Regions from separate parts of the Mus musculus genome. Here all the other regions are linked to region 1. A link is a contact called in public HiChIP or PLAC-seq, Micro-C and promoter capture Hi-C data. All regions are on one chromosome and are shown on one strand. Each heading gives the region's core, a stretch centred on a gene start, on an enhancer-like site or on the middle of the called end of the contact. The rest is flanking DNA. Distances are from core to core; before and after follow the strand shown.

Region 1 (3,620 bases), core at 589-3,088:
CATGGTGGCTCACAACCATCCGTAACGAGATCTGACTCCTTCTTCTGGAGTGTCTGAAGACAGCTACAGTGTACTTACATATAATAAATAAATACATCTTAAAAAAAAAAAAGACTGTCTGTGGAAGACAAATTTACAACTCTCTTTAGGTGCTGGAAGTCTCTTGCCAAACAGAGAGCCAAGGTCACCAGGTTAGTTAACGGCTGGTTCCAGCCTTCTGCAAGGTATAGCATTTCTTCCCTTGAAGGAACAACTTTCTGTGCTTAACATTACAGATTCCCCAAGTGTTTATCTGTGAGTGCAAGGACCCCTCCCCCATGCCTCCTACAGTAAAGAATTAGCATTTGTAGGAGAGAGTTATATTCGGTCATTTTGTGTTCAGATATGATTATGGAATATGCTTCTTATCCACCAGAGTGTGAATTTGCCTGAAATTGGTGTTTTGTAAAACTGAGCTGACCAAGCCACTGCCACAGCCTCGCTATGGGTGCTAGGCCAGTCCTGGCAACAGCAAGGCTTCAGGGAGGAGAGCAAGTTCCAGTCAAGAATTACCTTCTCACTGCTCCACCTGGTAGGGAGAGCAGGCTTGGCAATCCCTCTTGGCAGAACACAAGTTTCTTCAGTGCCGGACACATTTCTTGATAACATCTTCTAACAGCCACTTTGCTTCTCCACACTGCTACCTCTCCAGAGCCAACACTAGATTTGTACCCCTGACTGAGCAGCAAAAGAACCAACCAGACCCAGAGAGAGGAGCTTTGCCCAGATCTTCCAGTCAGCTGGTGACAGAGTTGGAGAAGAGAAACTGGAACTCTCTCCCGACACAGGGGTTTTCTATGTAGACTAGGGTTGGACTTGAACTCAGAGAGCCACCTGCTTCTGTCTCCTGAGTGCTGGGATTAAAGGTGTGAGCCAACACTGCCTGGTTTGACTTTGCTTAAACATCCAAGACAAAACCCCTTCCAGACGTTAGGGCAGGCTGTTAAATACCTCAGCTATCACCTCTTGTTCACAATGCCCTATACCTTCTTCTCTTTTGGGGTTCCTTGGAAGGTCTCATGACAGCTGGGATTCTAAGACCTTCACTAGCTTGTCCAGTCTTATTCTTGTAATCGCCACGTTCCTGCCTAATGGTTCTCCTTTTGCTTTGAGATAGGTAAGACTGTATAGGCCAGGATCCCCTGGAGCTCATAATCTCTCTGCCTCAGCCTCCAGGGCTAAAATTAGTTATATGTAATTCAGGTCTCTATCCTTTTCCCTTCAGGGAACTCTTTGCACCCGCCTTCTAACCTGTGAGTCCCCTGGAAACCCTATGGCCTCATTGGAGAACTTTCTTTTTTCTTTTTTTTTTTTTTTTTTTTGTTTTGGTTTTTGGTTTTTTCGAGACAGGGTTCCTCTGTTTAGCCCTGGCTGTCCTGGAACTCACTTTGTAGACCAGGCTGGCCTCGAACTCAGAAATCTGCCTGCCTCTGCCTCCCGAGTGCTGGGATTAGAGGTGTGTGCCACCACGCGCGGTGAACTTTCATTTTGTTGACGGTTCTTCTAACAGTCTGTCAAGTGCACTGAGCTGGGCTAGGAAAACTATACTCAACCTTCAGCCTCTGCGCTTGTTTCTTTTTACGCGAATGAAGCGCTGCTGAAATCGTCACGGGTTGCGGTATTCTCCATCCACATGAACAAGGGGGCAAAGGATCCTTTAGACGTTTTCTCAGAACACCACACCCCCCAACCCGCAGGCTGGACTGCAACGGCGCCACCGACTGCGCACGCCCCGGTTCTTGGCTCCGCCCCCGAGACGCGGCCCTCGGCCTGGCCGCGCCTGCGCAGCTCCGCGCGCCGGCTTCCGGGTGGAGAGAGCGCGCGATGGGGCGGCTGGTGGACGTCGCGGAGTAGCTGTGGAGAGTGGGCGTGTGCGCCGAGCGGCCGGGCGCCGGCGCTGGAGTCGCGGGATCTCAGGGAACCGGACCGGGGCGCAGAGAGGGCCTCCGACTGCCACCCGCGTCCGCTCACTGGCATGTCGGCCGAGGCCTCGGGCCCGGCGCCGGCTGCGGCCGAATGCTTGGAGTCCCCTAGCCCCTCGAGTGTGGAGCCTGGCTCCCCCTCGTACAGTCTGAAGCCCCTCACCCCGAACAGCAAGTATGTGAAGCTGAACGTGGGCGGCTCGCTGCATTACACCACGCTGCGCACCCTCACGGGGCAGGACACCATGCTCAAGGCCATGTTCAGCGGCCGCGTTGAAGTGCTCACAGACGCGGGAGGTATGCGTGCCGCCGGTACACGTGCTGCCCTCCAGCTCCCAGTTCATTCCAGGCTCCCTAGTCCCATCTTATCTTTTCCTAATTCAGAATCTCTCTCTTTCCCCAATCCTTTACTTCCAGCAGTAACATCTGCCAAGCGCTCCATTGCCGATTATCTGCTCTTCTTCCCTTAGTTCAAACAGCCAAGGAACCAGGTCTACTGCAAGCAGTACCCCTCAAACAACCTTTATCACTTACTTCCCACTGCCCAGCCTTTTGTTTGCCTCTCTGCGGTAGAACCGCCCCAGGTAGCCTCGAGAACGGAAAGATTTGGTCTGTCTCTAATACAAGTGCCCAGTGCCCGCACTCTAGGAATCATCCATGAATGCGAAGTGAAGGGCGCAGCTTTTCTTGACAGGTGAACCTTAACCTTCTCGGGAGTGTTGCCTTAAATTTGGGACTCACTTATTGTAGAATAGCTTTAAGGGGAAGGGCTTAACATAGATAAAAGCAAACACTTAGGAGGTGAAGTTCGGCTTTCAAATACCGAAGATGAAAATTCACTTATTTGATTAGTATTGTGATGCGTCAGTTACTGCTAGAGAAAGTTTGGTAAAGGGAAATGATGAATCTTGGGGAGTTAGCCCCACACCCCGCAGGGAGTTGGGGAGGGCATGGAGTAGGAATGACCAGTAAGCAAGAAAATCTCATGTAATCACAGTAATTCTTGGTATTCCAAGTAATGTTACTACTTCATCGTTGTGAACCGGAGGATTGAAGTGGGCATTTTTCATTAAATTAGATGGTTAAAATGAATACAAGGGGTTACATTTATTGATAAGGTAATTTGGTAAGAATCTCCCCCATGGTGAGCTGGGCCTGGTGCCTCCTGCCTATACTGCTAACACTCAGTTTGGGTTACATAATGAGATCCTGACTTTAAAACAACGTTCCCACGGTGAGAGCCTTCTGACTGCCCAGCAGATTTGGGAGGGATCTGTTCCGTGGCAGGTGTGTGTATGATACACTGGAGATGTTTGAAACAGTTTTTGAACATGGCAGAGGTCTGAAACAGGTAAGTATTAGGTTTTCTTGTTGTCGTTCTTGTTGCCTCCCTGTCCCCACAGGGTTTTTTTCATGTCACCTTGGCTGCTGGAACTCACTCTGTAGACCACCAGGCTGGCCGCAAACTCAAGAGATCCACCTGCCTCTGCCTTCCAGATACTGAGATTAAAGGGGTGTGGCGCCAGGCATATATAGGTTTTCCTATGGCGTTGGAATCAGTTTCTAACAATGTATTAGCCCCAGTGCCTCCAGCAAGCCATCCTTCCTTTTGCCTTTTCCCACCCCACCAGGTTGGGTGCTGATTGACCGGAGTGGCCG
Region 2 (3,620 bases), core at 567-3,066, 440 kb before region 1:
CCTGGAAGTGTCTAGCCTCTGTACAGTCTTATCTAGGCCTAGTGCCTTCAACCTCTGAGGCTTACTTACTGATGAATAAACTCACCTCTTCATAGCTCTCTCTGAAGTCTGGCTGGCTAGTTCAACTTAACAGTTCTGGCTCAGACTCCTCATCAAGCTGACTGATTCACTCTGGCTTTTCTCAGTTTCTCCTGAATTGTTCTGCTTGGCCTCAAACTAACACTCTGGCAATCTGTTCTGGACTTCTGGCTCCTTCTCACTCTCTGGCTCCTTCTGTCTTCACTGTGTCTAGCTTGGTCTCTTTCTACAACCTGCTCCCTGTAAAACTGCCTCATTTCTTCTCTCCCCCCCCTTTTTTTTTTTGGTTTTGGTTTTTGGTTTTTTTCGAGGCAGGGTTTCTCTGTGTAGCCCTGGCTGTCCTGGAACTCACTTTGTAGACCAGGGTGGCCTCGAACTCAGAAATCCTCCTGCCTCTGCCTCCCAAGTGCTAGGATTAAAAAGGCCTGTGCCACCACTGCCCAGCCTGGATTCGTTAGATAAAAAAAAAAAAAAAAAAATCACAAAGACTGAGGGGAGTCTAGCACAAGATTCCAGTAACACTCTATTGTCCTTTATCTTTACCTTTTCAGAGTTTCAATCTGTGCTCAGGCCTTAGGACTGGACTTCCTGCTGCAGTGTCTTAAGTGCTGGGGTCACAAGTGTGTACCTGTATCTCCTTCCACTTGATTTTTAGAAGAGATGTGATGTAGCTTGCTTGTGCCTAGACATCTCTCTAGGGATGGAATGAGGGAATCTACAGCATTTGGAAAAGATACTGTCAATTAAGCTGATAGGGTAAATTTCAGAAAGAAAGACAGAGTTAAGAAGCTTCTATTATTTGTGAGAGTTGAAGAAGCTGTGCGAAAAGATGAATGTGACAGTTAAAAGTCATTACTATACTTACACTTATTCATTAGGGGGCTGGAGAGATGGCTCTGTGGTTTAGAGCACTGACTGCTCTCCCAAAGGTCCTGAGTTCAAATCCCAGCAACCACATGGTGGCTCACAACCATCCGTAATGAGATCTGATGTCCTCTTCTGGTGTGTCTGAAGACAGCTACAGTGTACTTACATAGAATAAATAAATCTTAAAAAAAAACAAAAACAAAAACCACTTATTCATTAGGGAACAAACATTTGCTGGGTATACAAAAGATTCAACTAACAGTAAAAAAAAAACTTCCTTTAATCCCAGCACTGAGACAGGAGATTTCTCTAGAGCTGGAAGACCAGCCTGGTCTACATAGGCCAGCCAAGGAGACCCTGTCTCGGAAGGTAGTGGGGAAGAAGGAAGAAAAAGGAAAGAAAACTGCTTGTCAAGCGTCCAAAGGACTATTGGGGGAGGAGGGTTTGACTTCAAAATGTTAGAAAGCACAGGATCCCTGCAAGAGATATGGGGGCAGTTATTTAATGGCCAAGGACTGGAACTCCCGGGACTCCATCCCTGACTCTCGTTAATTTTGCCTCTTACAGGCTGGGAGATCTTCTCTCTGGACCGAACCCAGGCGAAGCTAAAGCCTGTCACAAACTGACCCAAGCCCGCTGCCCTGGAAACCACAACACCCATAAGCCTTCGGGGGCGCTCGTGCATTATGGGGCGCTCCGCATTTTCCTCCTAAAGCGGCCCCCTCAGGCTGAACTGTGGAAATTCCCCATCGTCCCCCGCGAGACACCAGAAACCCCCTCTTCCGCTCCATGCCCGGATATCAGTGGCCGTGGCCATAGAAACTGTCTGCTAGAGGCTCCTAAACTCGCTGTCCGGACCCTCATTTCCGCCGGAAGTGATCTGCAGTCCCAAGTGCCCGTCCTTCCCTGCACGCGCGGGCCCCGGGTGCCTAGTTCCCGGTCCCGGTCACCGAGTACTACCACAATGGCGGCAGCCACTCTATTGCGAGCGACGCCCCGCTTCAGCGGTGAGGGGGCGGGTTGGACGCAGGCAGCCCGGAGTTGCGAGGGGCGCGGAGGGTAGCTGGGTTCGGATCCCTGACTCCCAAGTGCCTTTCCCCGCAGGTCTCTGCGCCAGCCCGACCCCATTTCTGCAAGGTCGGCTGCGGCCGCTGAAGGCTCCCGCATCACCCTTCTTGTGTCGCGGCCTAGCTGTGGAGGCCAAGAAGACTTATGTACGCGACAAGCCCCATGTGAATGTGGGTACCATCGGACATGTGGACCATGGCAAGACCACCCTGACTGCAGCCATCACGAAAAGTGAGTAGGGTTGGGTTGGGTTGGAGGCGTCGGGCAATGTCCTGTCAGCTGGAAGAGTCAGAACTAGAGCGTAGGGTGGGTGTCTTGTAGTCCGCTGAACTTTAGCATGGCTCCAAGAGACACTTGGGACGAAGGCTGGTGGGAAGATGCAGGAGACAGGTTTCCCTGTACAGGAAGAGCTCTGTGAGGCATAAAATGAAAACTGTGAATGGTTTCCATCCAGTGTAGAGTGGTCTGTAAAGAGATGCTGTCAGCGAAGAATTGGAAGCGTCTGTGATGAGCACACACCTTAGGAAATTCTCTCACTGTCTTACAAAGTTATCTTTCCTAGAATTACATTTGAGATTTCCTAGAATTGAGATTTAACAGAGATTTATCCTTCCAGATTGTTTCTGTATGAGGGGTTCAGGCGTGTGCCCCGAGCCTTGTCTGTAGCTCTGACCCTGAGTTGAGAGGTGTGTTCTCTTCCTCCGGTAGTTCTAGCCGAGGGAGGTGGAGCTAAGTTCAAGAAGTACGAGGAGATAGACAATGCCCCAGAGGAGCGAGCTCGGGGCATCACCATCAATGCAGCCCATGTGGAGTATAGCACTGCTGCCCGACACTATGCCCACACAGACTGTCCTGGTCATGCAGATTATGTTAAGGTGAGGGTTGCTGGGGACAGCCAGCACCTGCTTCCGTTCAGTGGAGGTGTGAGGGGGGGAGGTTATAAAATAGTGGCGGTGTTTGAATATAAGAACAAGGATTTGTGGCTGTGGGTGGTGAAGACATGGCAGAGAGATGGAGATCTTCACAGCTACTTCTCATTAGAGGATGCATGTTGAAGAGGTCCCTGAACTAAGCTGACCTTCTTCCTCTTCCACCCAGAATATGATCACAGGCACTGCCCCCCTGGATGGCTGTATCCTGGTGGTGGCAGCTAATGATGGCCCCATGCCCCAGACCCGAGAGCACTTACTGCTAGCTAAACAGGTACTGGGGTCTGAGTGGGATGGACATCCGTGAGACGTCAGATGGCTCAGGAGAGTTGCTCAGTCTCTTGTCTTGCCTGCAGATTGGGGTAGAACATGTTGTGGTGTACGTGAACAAGGCAGACGCTGTCCAGGACTCAGAGATGGTGGAGTTAGTCGAGCTGGAGATCCGGGAGCTGCTCACCGAGTTTGGCTATAAAGGAGAGGAAACTCCAGTCATCGTAGGCTCGGCTCTCTGTGCCCTTGAGGTGAGCACAGCACAGGCTCCTGTTGGTAGAGGACGGGGTAGAGCTTTGCTCTGTACCTGGAAACTTAGCATCCTGTGATAGGAACAGAAGTTTCAAGGTCTTGTCATGTCTCCAACAGCAACGTGACCCTGAGCTAGGCGTGAAGTCAGTGCAGAAG
Region 3 (3,620 bases), core at 481-2,980, 370 kb after region 1:
GTTCATGAGTTCGAGGCCAGCCTTGTATATAGCGTGAGTTCTAGGACAGCCAGGAGTACGTACAGAAACTTTGTCTCAAAACAAAATGAAAAAAAAACCCAACCAAACAAAAACCCAACAAAACAACAACACCCCGCCCCCCATAAATAATATGAACTGAGGGGCAAAGCTTTGCAATAGAATGCATCAGTTTGATCCCTGCACTAGGAAAATTATTGTTATTTTTGATTTTGAAAAATATATTTATTTATAAAACTTTGAATATTTAAAAATTACTATGTGTGTACGACGGGGAGCAGGGAACACATGTGAAGGGCAGAAGACAACCTTGACCTTTATGTGGGCTCTTTGGGTGGAGCTAACACCTCAAATTCTTTTTTTATTTCTTTTCTTAAAAAAAAAAAAACATCCCATGGGCCCAGTGATTTTTTTTTTTAAGAAAAGAAATAAAAAAAGAATCCCTCAAAAGTTGTCTTTTTAAAGTTGTTATCGAGTTGTCTTTGTGTCCTGAGTTCTTTTTCTTTTTTTTTTTTGTTTTTTGTTTTTTGTTTTTTTGAGACAGGTTTCTCTGTATAGCCCTGGCTGTCCTGGAACTCACTTTGTTGACCAGGCTGGCCTCGAACTCAGAAATCCGCCTGCCTCTGCCTCCTGAGTGCTGGGATTAAAGGTGTGCGCCACCACGCCTGGCTTCTTTTTCTTTTTTTTTTTTTTTAAGAAACAAAATTAGGGGCTGGTGAGATGGCTCAGTGGGTAAGAGCACCCAACTGTTCTTCCGAAGGTCCAGAGTTCAAATCCCAGCAACCACATGGTGGCTCACAACCATCTGTAACAAGATCTGACTCCCTCTTCTGGAGTGTCTGAAGACAGCTACAGTGTACTTACATATAATAAATAAATAAATCTTTAAAAAAAAAAAAAAAAAAGAAACAAAATTAACCAAATGGTAGTAGTGCATGCATACCAGTAATCCCAGAGGTAAGCAGATCTCAGATCTCTGAGTTCAAGACTAGCCTGGTCTACAGAGTAAGTTCCAGGGTGGCCAGGGCTACGCAGAGAAACCCTGTCTTGGGAAAAAAAAATGTGAAAAAAAGAAAAGGAGGAGGAGGAGGAGGAGAAGGAGAAGGGAAGGAAGGGAAAAGGAGAGGAGAGGAGAGGAGAGGAGAGGAGAGGAGAGGAGAGGAGAGGAGAGGGAGAGGAGAGGAGAGGAGAGGAGAGGAGAGGAAGAAAAGAGAAGAGAAGAGAAGAGAAGAGAAGAGAAGAGAAGAGAAGAGAAGAAAAGAAAAGAAAAGAAAAGAAAAGAAAAGAAAAGAAAAGAAAAGAAAAAAGAAATTAGCTCTGAAGCCTGCAGCTCTGTGGCTTGCTCCAGGCTCTCTTTTCTGCATGCATCCTTTTGTCACCCACAATCTTCCTGTGTGGTTCAAGCAGGGACGGTTTAGGGATGCTTCCTGAGCAACCCTCTATCTGGCTTGTTTGTTTGTTTGTTTGTTGTTTTAGATAATATAATTACAGCACTTCTCCCCTCCCCCCCCCTTACCCCTCCCTCCCCCGAGTCTACTCCCTACTCCCTTCTATCAGGCTTTGAAGAATCTTCCGGGGCCTGGTGTGAGAGCGGAGGTTGCCTAGCTGAAGTGGCAGTAATTTAACCGCCTTGCTGTCTGCTCTTGGATGATGTGAAAATGCAAGTAGGCACAGGAAATGTATCTAACCTGCTTATACTTCCTCTCTGAACAGAGAGGTTTCACAACCCGGACAGGAGCGCACCCCCTCCTTCCACCCCCACCCAGTGTCATCAGCCTGGCAGCCCTGAGAAAGTTCCACTGGAAGGGGCCCCATGCAAGAGAAGCCACCATTTCCCTCTTCCTCCCGGGTCTAGGTTGCCAGCAAATCTCAAGAGCTCTCTGAGATCGAGTCCGGACCCACAGGTCCCTCCTAAGCGCAGATGAGTTTCCGGATTGCGGGCCCCAGACTTTTGCTACTGGGACTCCAGCTGTTTGGTAGGAAATCCAGGAGGGAGGGGAAAGGGACGTTGTCTGTGACAGGGGAAACCAGAAGGCTCTGTAGAGCCAAAGAAGATGAGGAGCCACTCCAGGGGATGGACGGTATAGGTGATGTGGGACCCAGGAATCCCGGAGAGAGAAGAGGGAACCTACACAAACTTGAAGCATGATATCGAAGGGCGTGGAAGGAAGAGCGGGTGGGAGGTGGAGTGAGCCTTCACGTGTTTAGGTAGATGGTTGGAAGGACTCAGGATGGGAGAAGGCTGGGTTAGGTTTCTACTCCACCTCCTTTGTATTATGTCTGCTTGGGAGTTTTGGGCACCTGAAGGGAGGTGAAGAGGGTACCCTCATCTCTGATATCCAGGACACAAGGTGCTATAAGTCTTTCTGTAAGGAAAGTTGGACCAGAAAAGGACAGTTTAGAGGCTGCAGAGGGCACTCTAGCTGCCTAAGATGGGGGAGGGGCGGTGTTGGATTTTAAAAGGTCGGGAGATACCTATGTCTGGTGGGTAGAGTTGGGAAACTTAAGTCACCTGCTGGGTTCTGGGTATGGTGACTCCATGAGGCTGGTCACTTCTCAGGTGCTGGGATGCAAGGTGCCCAGAGAAGCGCAGTCAGTGTGGCAGCCATGGGGCCTCAGGGCAGACTCTTCCCAGTCCCTGCCTGGGAACTTGGTCATTCTATGCCTGGAGGCCCCCTCCCTGGCTTCTTTCTCATGGGCCTCCGCCTTCTTACCCTTCCTTCTTTCCCAATAGGTCCAAGGGGAAGTTGAGTCCTCTGGGTCTGGGAGGAGTTACCCTGGGAGACAGACTGTGTAGTCTCCTAGTCTCTAGTCCAGGCCTCAGAGGGAAAGTCCTGGCGCCACCAGTCTGTGCTTGGGTGTAGGCAGCCTCAGAGCATGAGTGGGTTTGGAGGAACAGGCCTCAGAGGCAGCACTAGTCTGTGTCTGTGTGTCTGTGTGTGTGGGGGGGGTCTGTGTGTGTGGGGTGTGTGTGTGTGGGGGTGTGTGTGTGGTCTGTGTGTGTGTGGGGTGTGTGTGTGTGGGGGGGGGGGTCCAGATAGGGAGCAGCTGACTGCTTTGCTCCCCGCAGCCAAGGCCTGGAGCTACAACCTGGACACACGGCCTACGCAGAGCTTCTTGGCACAAGCTGGAAGACATTTTGGGTACCAGGTCTTGCAGATTGAAGATGGGTGAGCTATTATTCTTTCAACTACCCTCCAGCAGCAGGGTATGCAGGGCCCCACATCTGCCCAGGGGTAGGGGTGGGGACTGTCCCATGTCAGGGGTTGGCCTCTCTTCTGCGAGTGTCTGCTAGGTGGAATCTTTGAAACAGGAGCAAGGCTCTCTCTAGTACCATAGAGTGAGGGTGATGGGTCCTAAGCCACACGAGTGTCTGAGGACCATCTCCTCTCTGCTTCCCAATTCAAAGACTAGCTAAGCACATAGTAGGACAGGCTTGTCCTAAGCTAAGCACATAGTAGGACAGGCTTGGGCATTGATGGCTTTGTTGTTGTTGGTGGTGCTGCTGTTTGAATACCAGGTCTATGTGTGTTAGGCAGGCTCTCCATAGAGCTACATCAGGGTTTGTGTTCTTTGGTTGGAGACAGGGCCTCTGTAGATCA
Region 4 (3,620 bases), core at 556-3,055, 340 kb before region 1:
AAATAGAGCAAAGGTGCTAAGTTCACTGAGAAAGCTGCTATGGGTGTTTTTCCTGGTCTGTGATGTCAGCCGTTTGTCCTAATTGGAAGTTAGGAGAATGAGGCTGAGAGGATAGTTGGAATGTGTCACCTCACAGTTCCAAATAAGGAGTCCTTCCCTTACCTTCCACTCGATGGCAGGGCAGCATCTTGACCATTCTTCATCAAGCCTATTCCTCTGCTATGGATTCCAGCAGCCTCTGCCCACTTCTCCCGGGTCTTTTCAACCACCTGTCATTAAGATTTGCCGTTTGAAATATGCCCTCCTGTGGTGTTCTTCCTAGATCACTCAAACAGTGAGAAAAAGGATCCTCCTACCCAAACGAGTCTCTAGAAATTCTGCAGCCTCTGTCCTTAAGGAACTCACAGTAAGCTGTGAGGACACATGACCACAGTACAAGAATAACCATAGGTGAGGGTGTGGGCATTGAGCACCAATCCAGACCTTTCATCCCCAGAAAAATCTTAATGGCGTTGAAAATGGGAACCCAGAACTTCCAGTGGCCTTATCCTCACTTCTACAGCTTCTCCCCCAAATAAATCAGGAACCACAAACCCTAGCTTCCTCTCACTGAAGGCTGTGGCTTGGAGGAGGCGGAAATGGCTGAGGTGCGAATACAAGACCTGAGTCACTCAGGCTGCACTTGCCGAATGCCCCCTCCCCCATACCCAATTCTGAGGTCTCCTGTTTCCACTTTTTTTTTCCCTTTCCCCTTTCTGGCCCGATCCTCTGCCCTTTAGTTCCAGATGTGCACCCGAGTCTGAGTCACCTGGACACTGTTAAGCCATCCCCCTGCCTGTCATGAAGTCATCCATGAGCAGGGGGGAGGTGCACAGGGCCTGGGGTGGAGATTTGTCAGGGAGAGTCAGGGGAAGAGGAAGTGTCTTGGGTGCTGGGGAGGACTTCGTGGGTGGGGACGGATGGTCATTGTGAGCTTTCTGGACACACAGAGACCTGCAGGATGGATTTTCTCCGGCTTCGTCTCCCTGGGCTACATCAGGCTTTGAGGGGAGCACTGGTGAGAGGGGCAGAGAGATACCCGAAACTTCCACCATTCCTCGTAGTCTCACCTTTCCTCTCCCTTACAGCCTCTCCTGAAGCCTGAGCTCCCTTTCCTACAGTCAGCCAGACTCCTAGCCCAGTCCTTCCTGGGTTTCAATCTCCTGCCTCTACAAGTGTACCCACTTATTCAAGCTAGGCCTTGTCGGGGTCCCTTAGCAGACGTCCAGATCCCTGATTCTTACCTGGGCTTTGTTAACAGTGTACTCCTGGGGAAGTGGTTAGACCTCCCCTGAGTGCCTTCACTCTTCTTTCTTCTCTTCTAGGACTCCTTCAGTGCGTTTGTGTCCTACCTCGTAGGAGACACAGTCCCCACAGTAGAGAGGCAGACACAGGCAGCTGAGGAACTGGGAGAGGTGACTGAGGGGAAGGTTGTAGGAGAGGAAGCCCAGGAGGTACTGGAGGGACTTAGAAGTGGCCAGAGTGAGGGGGTAGAAGCACCCGAAGAGACTAGAAGATGCCAAGAAGGAAGTTTAGCTGGTGAACAGACCTGGGGGTGGAGAGCAGATAGCTCTGCAAGGCCCCAAGCAGAAAGGCAGGACACTGGGTCCTGGAAGGCAGCTGAGGATGCCAGGGGCCAGGAGCCAAGTGTCCCACTGAAGCCTGAGGCAGAGCCTGGGACTCACAGAGACAGGAGCAGTAATACAGCCCAGGAGATCTGGGAGCACGGTGAAGAGGAAGCAAGCAGTGGGGAGCCTCTGAGAACCTGTGAACAGAAGGAAGAAGAGGAGGAGGTGGTCAGAGCAGCAGAGTCAGGGATGGCCGAGGGGGTGGAGTCACAGCCAACCTGGCACAGCGAGCCTGGGGGGAATGCTGGCACTGAGGGGCAGCATGTGACAGAGGACAGCAAAGAGATAGACTGGGTGGCCAAAGACATGGTTGCAGAAATCGAATGGTTTGGTGCCAAAGGGATTGACAAGGAAGAGGAGAGGATGGTCCCAATGAGGGATGGTGAAAGGGCAAGGGCACAGGGGACACAATGCCCCGGGGCCGAGTCTGAGGACCAGGCCATGTTGAGTAGAGAGGCCTGGACAGTCTCAGACAGGGAGGGGGCTGATAGCCTAGGAGTTCAGGGAACAGAATACGGGTCAGACCCAGGAGACAACTTCCCAGGAACTACTGGGAGAGTCTGGGTCCTAGAAGAGGCTGACAAGGGAGACCAGCAGGATGAGGTCGACGAGAAGAGAGAGGCTGAAGTTAGGTTTCCGATCCAGACCCTGGAGGCTGAGAGAACTGGAGAGATGACTGAAGGCCACATAGCTGAAGAGGAGGCTATGGGAGAACAGGAAACAGAGGGCAGCTTTGAGGATGAGGAGAGGCAAGACTTAGCCATCAGGGATAATGGAGTGAGTCTAGAAGAAGAGGTACGGGCAGAAGAATCCTCCAGGGAGAAAAGGAACTCCTGGGCCACAGAGCCTACGCTAGTCCTAGACACGGAGGCTAAAGATGAACCTGACTGGGAAGACTCTCCAGAAGTCAGCACTGAGGAGTTGTTTGTGGGAGAGAGGAGTGAAGCCGCCCAGATGACACCAGAGGTATTGAGAGTAAAGGTCACTGAAGGACAGGACCCTGAGCTGGTGAGACATTCCCAGGCTTTAACTAAACAACTTGAGGAAGGACAGAAGGGTCAGGAAGAGACTAGTGGAGCTCCAGACCTGAGCCCAGAGCGGGTGCTAAGCTTGAAGGAATATCCTGGGCCTGTGGGGTTTGCAGGCCCTGAGCTAGAAGCCTGGGGAAACTGGAGTAGGGGTGTGGACCGCAGAAATAGCCAGGAGGTAAAAGCAGATGCTGAAGCAGGCAAGGAACAGACTGCAACCGAGCAGGCAGTGGAGATCCGGGCTGAAGGAGGCCAGGAGGCCCAACAGCCAGAGGTCTTCGGGTCAGGAGGAGAGGAGGCACTGACCTCCGTAGCACTTAACCCGGAGCTGGAGGGAAGCCAAGGAGCAGAGGCGGGGACAGAAGAGTCAGTGGAGGAATCCAAGCCCACAGAAAACGAGGCTGCTGAGGAGGAGGCTGTAGTGCCTTGGGAGGCAGATGGAACTTGCAGGAAGAGGAGGCTGGAGGAGGTGACTCTGAGCCTGCAAGACAGTGAGGACACAGAGACCAGTTATTTGGCTGAGGAGATTATTGTGGGTATCAGGGCCGTGGATACCGAGGAAGGGCCAAAATGGGAAGCTGGGTTGGCTCCAGAAACAGAGCTTGGGAAAGCCTGGTGTTCCGAGGGCAGAGGGGAGGCTGGGAGAGGCACGGAGCTGGAGGAGACTACAGAGAAGCAAAGTGGACAGGAAGTTGGCTTGGTGGGCTCAGCAGAGAAGGTGTCTGGCTATGATATCCAAGAAATTGATGGGACTGAAGAGGGGGAGCAGGCAGAGATGGAGACATCTGTAATGGCAGAAGACATAAGGGGGACGGATGGTGTGACTTTAGGCTCCCAGGCAGAGAGAGCAGAGGGGTCCATAACCCCCATGGAGACTGAGGGGCTCCTAAGAGATCAGATGCTGTTGGAAGAAGAGGCTGGGGGA
Region 5 (3,620 bases), core at 612-3,111, 330 kb after region 1:
AATTCCCTGTGAGATCTCTTCAGTCTCTAGACATTTATACACCAAAAACCTCTCATCGCCAGCCCTGGCTCCTTCCTGCGTTCCATACAGCCCCAAACAGCAGATCATCTCCTCTTCCCCCATCCTCTTCCTCCTCCTTCTCCTCAAAAAAGATTTTTTTATCATGCATGCATGATTTTTTTATTTGCCTGCATGTAGGCCTGCAGGCCAGAAGAGGGCAGCAGATGTCATTATAGATGGTATGAACCACCATGTGGCTGCTTAGAATTGAACTCAGGACCTCTGGAAGGGCAGTGCTCTTAACCTCAGCCATCTCTCCAGCCCCAGATCTTTCTTCTTACCTGGTTCCCCTCTGTACATGGCAACCCTCATCTGTGCAGTTCTGAACTTAAACATCTTAGTTACTTGGACCCAGGCATGGTGTCCCACACCTTTAATCCGAGGAGGAGAGGCAGAAGAAGCAAGCAGGACTAACCCATAGTCATTTTGAATCTCCATACCTCAAAGCCAGTTTGTTGCCATCTCTTATCTCAACCTGTAAAGTGGAGAGAGAAACCAACATCTCACTGGCTCTACTTTCTACTTGCTTCCTGGGCTTAGGCCAAGTCAGATGAGTGCAGTAGCCTCCTCACGAGGCTCCTGGTTCTGTCTTCTCCTTCATTCGGGTTCCCAAAGAGTGTGACCGTCACTTTCCTGATCAAAATTCTCAGAAATCCCTCAGTGATTCTCCATCTCATTTACACTACAGGTCCTTAAATAAGAAACCCTCGTGTTTCCTTCCTCCTGATAACTATTACAACCAAGGGTCTTCCCAGCCTTATGTGTGTCTGCAGCACTCCAGCAATTAACCCATTGCTCTTGTAGGTGGGACTCCTCCCCGGATTCAGTCCTCACAGGTCTGAGGAAATTAGGAGGCAAGCTGTCACTGCTACATTACCAGCACTCGGGTTTCGAAACAGGGGCTCCTTATGTTTTTTTTTGGTTTTTTGTTTTTGTTTTGTTTTGGTTTTTGAAGACAGGGTTTCTCAGTGCAGCCCTGGCTGTCCTGGAACTCACTCTGTAGACCAGGCTGGCCTCGAACTCAGAAATTCAACCGGCCTCTGCCTCCCAAGTGCTGGGAGGGATTTAAGGCGTGTGCCAGCTTGGCCTGGACCTCTTGATCTTCCTGTCTCATCTCTACAATGTCAGACACCTGGCACTTTTTATCTAATGCCAAATCCCCAGTGTCTCTTAACTCTATAACCTAGATCGTGCCCAATAAATTTTGTGAACACAGGTAACTATAATGTCACCTGGTGTTGTGATGTATTAAGTCATTTAAGGAATTGAGGCGCAAAGAGTGTGCAGTGTTCGAGAGACCGAGGTTTCCGCTGGGGCCTTAGGGTTGACCTGTTCTCCCTTTCCCTGCAGGTTGCCAGCCAGATGCCAGCGCCATCGGCCGACCCGGCGCGCCCCCACGCGTGCCCGGACTGCGGCCGCGCCTTTGCGCGCCGCTCCACACTAGCCAAACATGCGCGCACGCACACGGGCGAGCGTCCCTTTGCGTGCACGGAATGCGGCCGGTGCTTCTCGCAGAAGTCGGCGCTGACCAAGCACGGCCGCACGCATACGGGCGAGCGACCCTACCAATGCCCGGAATGCGACAAGCGCTTCTCCGCCGCCTCGAACCTGCGGCAGCACCGGCGGCGTCACACCGGAGAGAAGCCGTACGCATGCGCACACTGTGGGCGGCGCTTTGCGCAGAGCTCCAATTACGCGCAGCATCTGCGCGTGCACACGGGCGAGAAGCCTTACGCGTGCCCGGACTGCGGACGAGCCTTCGGCGGAAGTTCGTGCCTGGCGCGCCACCGACGCACGCACACGGGCGAGCGCCCGTACGCATGCGCCGACTGCGGCACGCGCTTCGCTCAGAGCTCGGCGCTGGCCAAGCACCGGCGCGTGCACACGGGCGAGAAGCCGCACCGCTGCGCCGTGTGCGGCCGGCGCTTCGGCCACCGTTCCAACCTGGCGGAGCATGCGCGCACGCATACGGGCGAGCGGCCCTACCCGTGCACGGAGTGCGGCCGGCGCTTCCGCCTCAGCTCACACTTCATCCGCCACCGTCGCGCGCACATGCGGCGCCGCCTCTACATCTGCGCGGGCTGCGGCCGAGACTTCAAGCTACCCGCCAGTGCCACAGCCGCCACGCCCACCGAGCGCTGCCCGGAGTGCGAGGGCAGCTGAGCCACGGCGGGGCAGCGAGGGGCACTTGGGACTGGCACCTGAATTGTTCCTTCCATGCCTGCACCTGGGTCGGGGTGCTCTGGGACTGGGAGATAGGGAATGCCATACCGGGGTCCCTAGAACCATGCCTCGTCCCCGACTACATTCCCTTGGCCCTTCTGAGTGAATAAAGTATTCTATCCTCACCTCACGATGCCTGTAAGTGAGGTGGGTGGGAAGGGGAACATTAGGTACGGAACCAAATGGGGCAATAAACTAGCCTGGGATTGGGAGACACACACCAGGCTGGCTATGCCTCAGTCTCAGTTCTGAAAAGAGCCATAAACAAGACATGTGCTTGGCTAGATGATTGTGTTTTGCAGTCTTTGAGGGTCGGTATGGCAAAGGTGAGAAATGGGGCCCTGTAAATAGATTTAAGTACTTATGTAAATATATTAGCGCCCTCTCCCCATTTAATTAACCCTAAGCCGACTCACTATACACACCTGGCTTCAACTGGGGATCCTCTGAATCCTGAGGTTACAAACATGCACCACCATAGCTAGCTCCAAACCTCATTTTATCTCCACTTTTGCAGACAGCTAGTGAACGGTACAGCAGGAACTGTGCCATTTGTCAAGGAAACTGATGACCACAGGATTAAAACCAAAACCCTTGCAGAGGATCAGGGCTTCATCCCAAGCACCCACATGGCTTAACAGCCATCCATAACTCCAGTCCTAGGGGACCCAAAGCCCTGACGTCTGACATGGTACACAGACACACACTGGCAAAACATACACATAAAAGGTAGTTTTGGTTTGTAGCGCAAGCTGTCCTTAAAACCTATTTTTTGGGGGGATTCATTTTTTGAAACAGGGTTTGTCTGTATATATATCCCTGGCTGTCCTGGAACTCACTCTGTAGACCAGGCTAGCCTCGAACTTAGAAATCCACCTGCCTCTGCCTCCCAAGTGCTGGGATGAAAGGCGTGTGCCACCACTGCCAGGCTGTCCTCAAACTTATGTCCTTTTGTCTCAGTCTCTTTAATGCTGAGGTTACAGGTGTGCAATGCAACACCGTGCCCCAAAGTGATTTAAATATCATTAGGGGATGGGATGGGGGACAGTGAGCCATGGCATGTGTGGAGGTCACAGGGCAACTTGCAATAATTGGTTTTCTCCCTCTGCCATGTGGATCTCTGGGATAGTTTGGGTCACTGGACATTGGCCTTGATGAGCCATCTCGTAAGCCTGGAAGTACTATTTGTGTTTTTAAAGTGTGTAGATTTGTGCATACTTGAATGCACGTGCTAGTCAAACCAGGAAGATGGAGTGAGATTTGGACCTAGTAGTGTTAAGACATCTGTAAGCTGCCTGATGAGGGCATTGGCAACAAGACTTTTCAGTCCTCTGCAA
Region 6 (3,620 bases), core at 506-3,005, 290 kb after region 1:
CTTCTGCTTGAGGGCCTGAGTCTCCCTAGGCATCAGGGCGTCTGCTTTACCGATGACCGGGATGATATTGACTTTCTCGTGCACTGCCCGGAGGAAAGCCACATCTAGGGGCCGGAGCCTGTTTCAGGGATTTATTGGTCAGGACTCAGCTTCAAGTACTGAGCTTTCTCCAGCCTCCCCAACCAGTCCACCCCCAGGGTGCTCTCCAGACCCTCGGCCAAAGGGTGAGATGAAGTAGAGGCAGCAATGGACTCTGGAATCCTGGATGTTCTTCCTGTTCAAGCCACTCTCATCCCTGAGGTATTGCTCAAACTGCTCCTCAATGAAGCGAACCACAGGCAGCCAGCTGGTGTGTGGGAAGGAGATAGATAGTCCGAGATCACAGGCCAGGGGACAAGATGAAGCTAACCAGGACTGTGCAGTCCCAAGTCATTTCTTTGCTCCTAACCAAAGCCATCAGGGACAGCTGGCCACAGTACATGAGACATCAGAATGTGGTGGCTGCACACCTGTAATCTCAGCACTCAGGAAGCTGAGGCAGGAGGATTGTCACATTTGAGGCCACCATGGCCTACATAGTGAGTTCCAGGCCAGCTAGGGCTAATGTGACACCATGGCTAAAAACAAAAACAAGCCACAACAACAACAAAAGCATCGAACAAACCAGGCATGCATATATATACCTGTAATCTCAGGAGGAGGACTTTGAGTTTCAGGCCAGTCTGGGCTACACAGTGAATTTGAGGTCCCTGAGCTACATAGAAAAACCTTATCTCAAAACAAGAAACACTGGATACTTTGGGCTAGATTGTTACCAGAAACAGGTGCCCCCTTTTGGGTCAAGGGGCTGTGACAAGCCAGCCCTACAACTGACCTCTGGTTTTCCATAATGGAAGAAAGGCTTAGCTCCTGCCCCTCCCCCTTCTCACCAGTCTGAGCAGTCCACAGAGTCCCCAAAGCCAGGCGTGTCCACCAAGGTCAACTTCACCTTGATACCTCCCTCCTCAATCTCCACACCCCGGCGCTCAATGGTCAGAGTTTGTGCCGTGCGAGCTATGGGGACAGAGAATTGGCTGCGTAGGGCTCTGAAGCAGGGCTCCATTCCCACATGTGTTTTCAGGGGAGGAAACCATCTCAGAGAAAACCAGAGGCCACCAAAGTCCCCAGATAGAAAGAAAAAGAATGCAGCCTGATAACACAGGAAGAGGCCAGGGACAGCACAGAGGGAAGCCAGGACAGCAGTGGGGATGGGAAGCCTGTGGAGACTCGGGGTAGATTTACCACTGGCATCTGGCACCTGCCGATCCTCGTAGAGGTTGGTGAGGAACAAGCTGTTGATGAGGGTGGATTTCCCCAGGCCTGACTCCCCTGTGTACGGGACAGGCCCACTGGTCAGACAGGAGGATGGCCATGATCTCATAAGTACATCACCCCCTCCAGAACCCACAGACCTGCCACCATGAGTGTGAAGTCAAACCCCTTCTTGACAGACTTGCGATGCAGCTGGTTGGGCAGGGCAGCAAAGCCCACATATTCCTTGTCCTGTGGGGGTAAAGGGAGACAATATGAGGTTCTTGGACATGGCAGGGAGTGCCCCAGTACCACCTGAGCCCAAAAGCTAGTAAGGCCACTTACTGTGGGTTAACTTTGAACTGGGGACCCTCGAGGGAGAGAGCTGGCCCTGAATGACTAGATTCCTGGGCCCCCGAGAACTCACCATGGCTCTGCTGGTTGTCGCTTGCACCTGGTGTTGCTCCCCACTTCCTCTGGTGGGGCAGGAAGTTGAACGGTGTCAAACAAAGGGGGGGGGGTGGAGTGAGGGGGCAGTGCAGGAAGCTGAGCTGCTTAGAGAGAGGTGAGAACCCATGCCCATCCCTTTTCTTTTAGTCCAAAGATTTTATTCTTTGCGCACACAAGTAGAGGCCAGAACAGGGCATTGGATCCCCTGGACCTGGAGTCACAGGGAGCTGAGCATTGCCTGGCATAGACAGAGGGAGCTGAGTTTGGGTCCTCTGTAAGAGTGGCACCCTCTGAATTGATAAGCCCCGATGCATCTCTTCCCGCCACCTTATATACAGCTTCAGCCCCTTCATTCTCCACATGGCTTTATGATGAGACTTACCATGGCCCTCATCATCATGGTGAGAGGTGGGTATGGACAGAAAGAAAGGAAGCAAGATGTTCTCCTTAGCAAGTCTGATAAGAGTTGAGCAAGATGATTTGCAAAAAGTAAAAAAAAAGTTCCCAGGGTGTGAGCGAACATAAAAACCACGATAGAATTGGAGGTAGGTGACTAACAGTTCCAGGCTCAGGCTATGGGTTCTTTTTGAGGGTCTTAGTGCTTGGATTGAACTCAAGTCATGGGTACTGCTGTGCTCAACTCCACTATACTCCCAGCTCCCAATGGATTTTGGACATTTTGACACAGGACTGTCAAAGGTCTTGCTGTCTATCCAGTCAGGCCTTGAATCAGCCTCCTGAAAGCTAGGACTCCAGGCCCACGTGTACCTCCATTACAGCTGTCTTGCTTTTGAGACTGGATCTCCTGGAAGCCTAGGCTGGCTTCAAACTCACTTTGTTGTCAGAATGACCTTCAGCTCTTGATCTACTATGCCTTGTCCCTGGCTGTCCAGGGCTGGGATTACAGGTGTGTGCAGACCTGGTATTTGGTCACAACTATCAGAAAGGCTTTCAAGATCCAGACCCAGGAAGTCACAGCTCAAACTCTTGAGAGCTGCTCCCCCAACGCCCCTAGCCCCTCTACATCAGAATGCAGTCTGCACTCTAGTCTTCTAGTCTTGGGAAGCAAGGTTTGTTTGTCCCTCTTTGCCTGATGGCCTCTCTCTCTCTCTCTCTCTCTCTCACACACACACACACACACACACACACACACACACACACACACACACACACACACACGAGTGATCTGTCTTCACAAACACCCAGAAGGGAGAATCAGATCCCATTACAGATGGTTGCTAGGAATTGAACTCAGGACCTCTGGGAGAGCAGTCAGTGCTGTTAACCAATAGGCCATCTCTCAAGGCTTTTATTTATTTATTTTTACGATTTATTTATTTATTATATGTAAGTACACTATAGTTGTTCTCAGACACTCCAGAAGAGGGCGTCAGATCTTGTTACGGATTATTGTGAGCCACCATGTGGTTGCTGGGATTTGAACTCAGGAGACCTTCGGAAGAGCAGTCAGTGCTCTTAACCTCTGAGCCATCTCACCAGCCCCTCAAACCCCTTTTTAAAAAACCATTTTATTTTATTGTTTTATTTGTATGGGTGTTTGCTTGCTTGCACATATGTCTGTGCACCACAAGCATGAAATGACCACATAGATGCCCATAAAAGCCAGAAGGGATTTCAGATGCCCTGGAACTGAAGTTACAAACAGTTATGAGCTACCATGCGGATGGTAGGAATTGAACCCAGGTCCTTCGGAAGAGTATCCAGTGCTCTTAACCACTGTGTCATCTCTCCAGTCCCCGAGCTTCCATCTTCACCCTGGCAGGGCTGGGGCTGGAATGGTGATGCAGGTCAAGTGTATCAGCTACTTTCTGTTGCTGTGATAAAACACTATTGACCAAGAGTACCTTACAGAAGAAAGG
Region 7 (3,620 bases), core at 354-2,853, 270 kb after region 1:
TCGGGCCCCCAGCCGCCTAAGGGCCCCAGCCACTGTCTCTCTTGGCAACAACAACTCCAAAAGTCCCTCCAGGAGTGCTTGGGCGCTCATTGGAGTCTGACCCAGGCTGTCTTCCTCCTCCGAGTCTGAAACCTGGTGCTTATCAGGGGGCCGTTCCTTGATCCTCACCTACAAGGAAAAGATAATTAGAATTTCTTACAAACTTCCACCAGGGCCCAGGCCCTGCACCTGCACTCCCAGGCCTCAGCCAGAATAGTCCCTGGGCCACACCCAGTCAATGTTGTCCAGCCAGCTGTCTCGGATCTGCGCATCCTGGTTCAGGAAGTAGTTGCCATCAGCATCAAAGTGGCCTTCCTCCATCTCTTCCTGCAGGTTGAAGGGTGTGATCCTCACACCGCCCTCACTAGGGAGAGTAGCTGCTTCCTGACCTGCACCGAAGACATTGGGGGTGGGGCATGCTAGACACGCAAAAGGGAAGCAGGCACACCTCCCACCTCCATCCTGAAGGCTTGTCCCCCCAACTCAGTTAACGCTTCGGACATAGCTCACCTTCTACATCCTCTGAGGCCAGGATATCATATTTGCTGGACCCTTCCTCATCATCATCCTCTTCATCACTGTCTAAAGAGTGCTTGCCTTTGAAGCGGCTCCCAGGACCACCTGCTGCAGCCACAGGGTCCACCAGCTGTGAGGAGGCCGAAGCAAATGAGAAATGCAGCCAACTGGGTAGTTCCCCAGATACTCCAGGATCTGTACACAAATCTTTCCAAACCCAGTGCGCCGGGGAAAACTAACACTTCCTTGGCTTCCCGGCTTTCCTCCCATCAGATTTCTCCTTCTTCTTTCCTCTCAGTCCTCCACGGAAATTCGAAATCTGGCCATCTCACCTTCTTTTTGGGCACACTGATTTCATCTTCACCATCCTCATCTCCAACACCCTGAAAAGTCACTTTCCTCTTTGGCATGATTGGCTGTGGATTTCCTCCAGCTGGACCTCGGAAAAAGATATGTAGTGAGGAAGTGAGGTAAGGAGAGAGGACCGCGGGGGAGTGCAGGGGCCACCAACATTTTTCCTGGTAAATGTGAGCGAGGACAGATCGCTAAAGCATCTGAGAGAACTAGCAGGCACGACGTCCGGGGTTGGTTGGGCAATTCTGAGGCCCGGAGGAGAGGCGATGGGAAGGATCTCCGCCCCCGCGTGGACCCTGCGGGTATTCCCACCCGGGGATGGGGAGTCAGGTTCCCCTACGTCACCACTCCCCTACCAGTCCGGAGCTACCGAACTCAACCACCTCTCCCACCCGAGTGCTCACAGAGGCCGGTCGGACCCAAGAGCTGGAGCTGCCTAGATCCCCGAATACCACGTAGCGACCTGCTCGGCCATGTCCTTGGCGTACAAACTAAAGGCGAAGCAAACCCGCGGGGATTCAAACAATCTTACCCGCCGGTGCTCACCTAGGAACCCAGGGTCAGGCGGGGAAGAAAAGGAAAGATGCTTTCGCCGGTATTACATCCGGGGCACCCGCCTTCATCACCCGGAAAAAAACCGTGGAGACCGGCATAGGACCCGGAAGTGGCTTCACTTCTATTCAAAAAGGGCGGATGCATACCATTAGCCAAGGCCGACTCGCGGCAGGAAGTGACGCAAGACCTGCAAAGACTCGCGTGAACTACGTCCTTGCCTCACGGGACTTGAGGATGGCGGGAAATGTTTTATTATTCCTCTACGATGGAGGCTACAGTGAGGATAAGGACGTGGTGTGCTAAGAGGTTCCCAAGGCCTGGATGGAGAGGCACAGGCCGAACAGAGGCTTCGGGCTTCCGTTTGCATGTATGGATAGGGTTCTGTACGCCTAGTGGCCTTCAGTAGACACCCGGGCTTCCGATCTTAACGCAGTCCCAACACTCGGGAAATTGAAACAGGATTGATTGTCGCGAGATTGACGACAGTCTGGGATACAACATGAGACCGTCTATTTTTAAAGAAAGTCTTGCTCTTCTCTCTGAGTCCTGCTTCTGATTATAAGCGCTCGGGCACCTTCCAAACCAAGCCCTTTTAGAACCCAGGAGTCATTTGCACCATGTCTATTCTCCCACTTAATTCCTAGTTTCTGTAGCGGGACAACCATCACAGGAGGTGCCACTGGCTTCCGTCCGTGGCCTGTAACCAGGCAGAAGCCCATCAGTTACACGAAGCCTACCTCATCCCTTAGCAAACTGCCAAAGGGCTGGGATCCAGCTCCTGCAAAGCTGGGGCCAGGTGAGATCTTCCCCAATAGTGAGGTTTAGATCTGGAGCTCTGGGGAACAACTCAAACCTCAACGCCTCCACCCCCGTCCCCACCCTCGGCTAAATAGCTCCGGTGATCCTACTAGAGTTGGAAGAGGGCAGCCAGATGGACCACGCCTTTCTCCTCCAGGGTTTTCTCCCATTGTGAATCATGAAACTTCACTTCTGTGGGTACAGAACACAAGTTCTAGACCAGGAGGGCATCTTGCTACAGACAGGACCCTGAAGAAAGCAGCTCTCAGCACTGCTGGTTCATCCGGAGGGGGTTTTCTCTACCTGGAGACCACACACCCTGATCCCCTTTCTGCTGAGAAGTGCCAAGTGGAGCTTTACGGCCACAGAAGCCCACACCTTTATCATCCTGACCCGGAGTAGAGGGTGTGTGGCAAAGATCTAGCCACAGAAAACAAGAGCTGCGCAGTTTGGTTGTGTGTACCTGCTGGGATGAACCCCAGGCAGTTAGTCTACCCTAGACGCCCAGGGAACTGCACCAAGCTGCTGACCAAGAACCCAGCCCAATCTAAAGATGGTGGTTTTGCACACACTCTCAGGCCCCTCCTTCAGCTTCCAGGGGGCTGAAGCCATTGGAAAGGCGATCCCAGTCCTGCAAGCTGTGCAGAGGATCCCAGGAGGCCAGTGAGAGTGGGAGCAGCAGAATCCAGGCAAAGCTGAGGAGGAAGGAGCTGGACCACTATGTTTGTTGATGAGAGATGAAGTGAGCGTTTACTGTGACTCCTTTTGGGGGTCGAATACTATTCACAGAGGTTGCCTAAGACTATCAGAAAACAGAGACGTACATTATGATTCATAGCAGTAGTATACTGTTATTAAGTAATAATGAAAATAATTTTATGGTTGGAGTCACCACAATATAAAGAACTGTATTAAAGGGTCACAGCATTAGGAAGATTGAGAACCAGTGGTCCAGATGTTCCTGCCAAGACCTGCAGACTGAACCTATGGAAAGTCAGACTTTGTGCCTGCCTCCCCCACTCCCCTTACTCTACAGCACTCTTCAAATAACAAGGCGGGAGACAGATATAACAGCAGGTTCATTTTCCGGTTCCTCAAAGCGCCACAAAACTGCCACTGAGGTGGGACCAAGACAGAAGAGAATGTAAACATTGGGTTCCACCCCTGGACTCAAGGGAAGACCCTTATTCAGAGAGGGGCTTGATGGCTAGAAAGGAACAAAATCGAAGACAGACTTTGTGACTGCAGCAGAGAGGCCTGAGCATACAAAGCAAGTGAGTTAGGAGAGAGCAGGGCACGGGTGGGAAGGAGACGGAGGACACTTCCTAGCATATCCTCTTAAATAAACTGGAGTGAAG

The links. Promoter capture Hi-C pulls out the DNA fragments that hold promoters and counts their contacts. A called contact is a pair of places that touch in the nucleus more often than the background predicts. HiChIP or PLAC-seq counts read pairs in DNA pulled down with a chosen protein or histone mark. Capture Hi-C pulls out chosen DNA fragments and counts their contacts.
Region 2: a contact with region 1 is called in a FOXA1 HiChIP or PLAC-seq map of pancreatic cancer cells. The contact joins the promoter of Tufm here to the promoter of Kctd13 in region 1. A contact is called at or near these places in 2 of 39 promoter capture datasets (pre-B cells and second pharyngeal arch cranial neural crest), 1 of 484 Hi-C or Micro-C datasets (CD8 T cells) and 1 of 115 datasets of contacts at active chromatin or transcription factors (pancreatic cancer cells).
Region 3: a promoter capture Hi-C map of embryonic stem cells shows a contact between it and region 1, with 2.9 times the contacts expected there. The contact joins the promoter of Itgal here to the promoter of Kctd13 in region 1. A contact is called at or near these places in 7 of 39 promoter capture datasets (embryonic stem cells, fetal liver, hippocampal neurons and 2 more), 2 of 484 Hi-C or Micro-C datasets (B cells and embryonic stem cells) and 1 of 115 datasets of contacts at active chromatin or transcription factors (pancreatic cancer cells).
Region 4: a promoter capture Hi-C map of embryonic stem cells shows a contact between it and region 1. The contact joins the promoter of Cln3 here to the promoter of Kctd13 in region 1. A contact is called at or near these places in 10 of 39 promoter capture datasets (the C10 cell line, the HPC-7 cell line, cranial neural crest and 7 more).
Region 5: a contact with region 1 is called in a Micro-C map of embryonic stem cells, with 4 times the contacts expected there. The contact joins the enhancer-like site here to the promoter of Kctd13 in region 1. A contact is called at or near these places in 1 of 484 Hi-C or Micro-C datasets (embryonic stem cells), 3 of 115 datasets of contacts at active chromatin or transcription factors (bone marrow-derived macrophages and large pre-B cells) and 3 of 9 other capture datasets (adipose tissue, liver and pancreatic islet).
Region 6: an H3K4me3 HiChIP or PLAC-seq map of bone marrow-derived macrophages shows a contact between it and region 1, with 4 times the contacts expected there. The contact joins the promoter of Septin1 here to the promoter of Kctd13 in region 1. A contact is called at or near these places in 12 of 39 promoter capture datasets (the 3T3-L1 cell line, the C10 cell line, cranial neural crest and 6 more), 2 of 484 Hi-C or Micro-C datasets (B cells and bone marrow-derived macrophages), 7 of 115 datasets of contacts at active chromatin or transcription factors (bone marrow-derived macrophages, embryonic forebrain, embryonic hindbrain and 3 more) and 4 of 9 other capture datasets (adipose tissue, liver, macrophages and 1 more).
Region 7: a contact with region 1 is called in a promoter capture Hi-C map of adipose tissue. The contact joins the promoter of Cd2bp2 here to the promoter of Kctd13 in region 1. A contact is called at or near these places in 16 of 39 promoter capture datasets (the 3T3-L1 cell line, the C10 cell line, the HPC-7 cell line and 11 more), 3 of 484 Hi-C or Micro-C datasets (CD4 T cells, CD8 T cells and cardiomyocytes), 19 of 115 datasets of contacts at active chromatin or transcription factors (the SCID.adh cell line, SST interneurons, bone marrow-derived macrophages and 14 more) and 4 of 9 other capture datasets (adipose tissue, liver, macrophages and 1 more).

What each region holds. Positions count from the first base shown.
Region 1 is chr7:126,927,041-126,930,660 of GRCm38.p6, forward strand. Kctd13 (potassium channel tetramerisation domain containing 13) reads left to right here and starts at 1,839. Exons shown (of 6, transcript NM_172747.2): 1 at 1,839-2,258; 2 at 3,593-3,620. The coding sequence starts at 2,015. It also overlaps a transcript of Tmem219 not described here.
Region 2 is chr7:126,485,539-126,489,158 of GRCm38.p6, forward strand. Tufm (Tu translation elongation factor, mitochondrial) reads left to right here and starts at 1,817. Exons shown (of 10, transcript NM_172745.3): 1 at 1,817-1,952; 2 at 2,050-2,244; 3 at 2,722-2,888; 4 at 3,112-3,216; 5 at 3,299-3,463; 6 at 3,582-3,620. The coding sequence starts at 1,910. It overlaps Gm46001 (a long non-coding RNA gene), which reads right to left and starts at 976. Exons shown (of 3, transcript XR_001778288.1): 1 at 944-976; 2 at 622-793.
Region 3 is chr7:127,294,530-127,298,149 of GRCm38.p6, forward strand. Itgal (integrin alpha L) reads left to right here and starts at 1,731. Exons shown (of 31, transcript NM_001253872.1): 1 at 1,731-1,994; 2 at 3,089-3,188. The coding sequence starts at 1,940.
Region 4 is chr7:126,584,012-126,587,631 of GRCm38.p6, forward strand. It overlaps Cln3 (ceroid lipofuscinosis, neuronal 3, juvenile (Batten, Spielmeyer-Vogt disease)), which reads right to left and starts at 1,806. Exons shown (of 18, transcript NM_001146311.2): 1 at 1,284-1,806; 2 at 163-269. Apobr (apolipoprotein B receptor) reads left to right here and starts at 997. Exons shown (of 4, transcript NM_138310.1): 1 at 997-1,057; 2 at 1,365-3,620. The coding sequence starts at 1,001.
Region 5 is chr7:127,252,395-127,256,014 of GRCm38.p6, forward strand. It overlaps Zfp771 (zinc finger protein 771), which reads left to right. Exons shown (of 3, transcript NM_177362.4): 3 at 1,411-2,478. The coding sequence ends at 2,223. Among named protein-coding and RNA genes, the nearest start is that of Dctpp1, 6.5 kb to the right of the region's middle. Within about 2 kb of position 1,862, at least 368 of the 459 cell types and tissues checked have an H3K27ac peak or open chromatin away from gene starts, as enhancers often do. A contact at or near this core is called in bone marrow-derived macrophages, embryonic stem cells, liver and 1 more, where this site is marked.
Region 6 is chr7:127,216,690-127,220,309 of GRCm38.p6, forward strand. It overlaps Septin1 (septin 1), which reads right to left and starts at 1,756. Exons shown (of 11, transcript NM_017461.2): 1 at 1,718-1,756; 2 at 1,452-1,542; 3 at 1,282-1,368; 4 at 930-1,053; 5 at 212-346; 6 at 1-118. The coding sequence starts at 1,720.
Region 7 is chr7:127,194,474-127,198,093 of GRCm38.p6, forward strand. Cd2bp2 (CD2 cytoplasmic tail binding protein 2) reads right to left here and starts at 1,604. Exons shown (of 7, transcript NM_027353.4): 1 at 1,456-1,604; 2 at 888-988; 3 at 550-685; 4 at 271-428; 5 at 1-168. The coding sequence starts at 965. It overlaps Tbc1d10b (TBC1 domain family, member 10b), which reads right to left. Exons shown (of 9, transcript NM_144522.5): 9 at 2,986-3,620.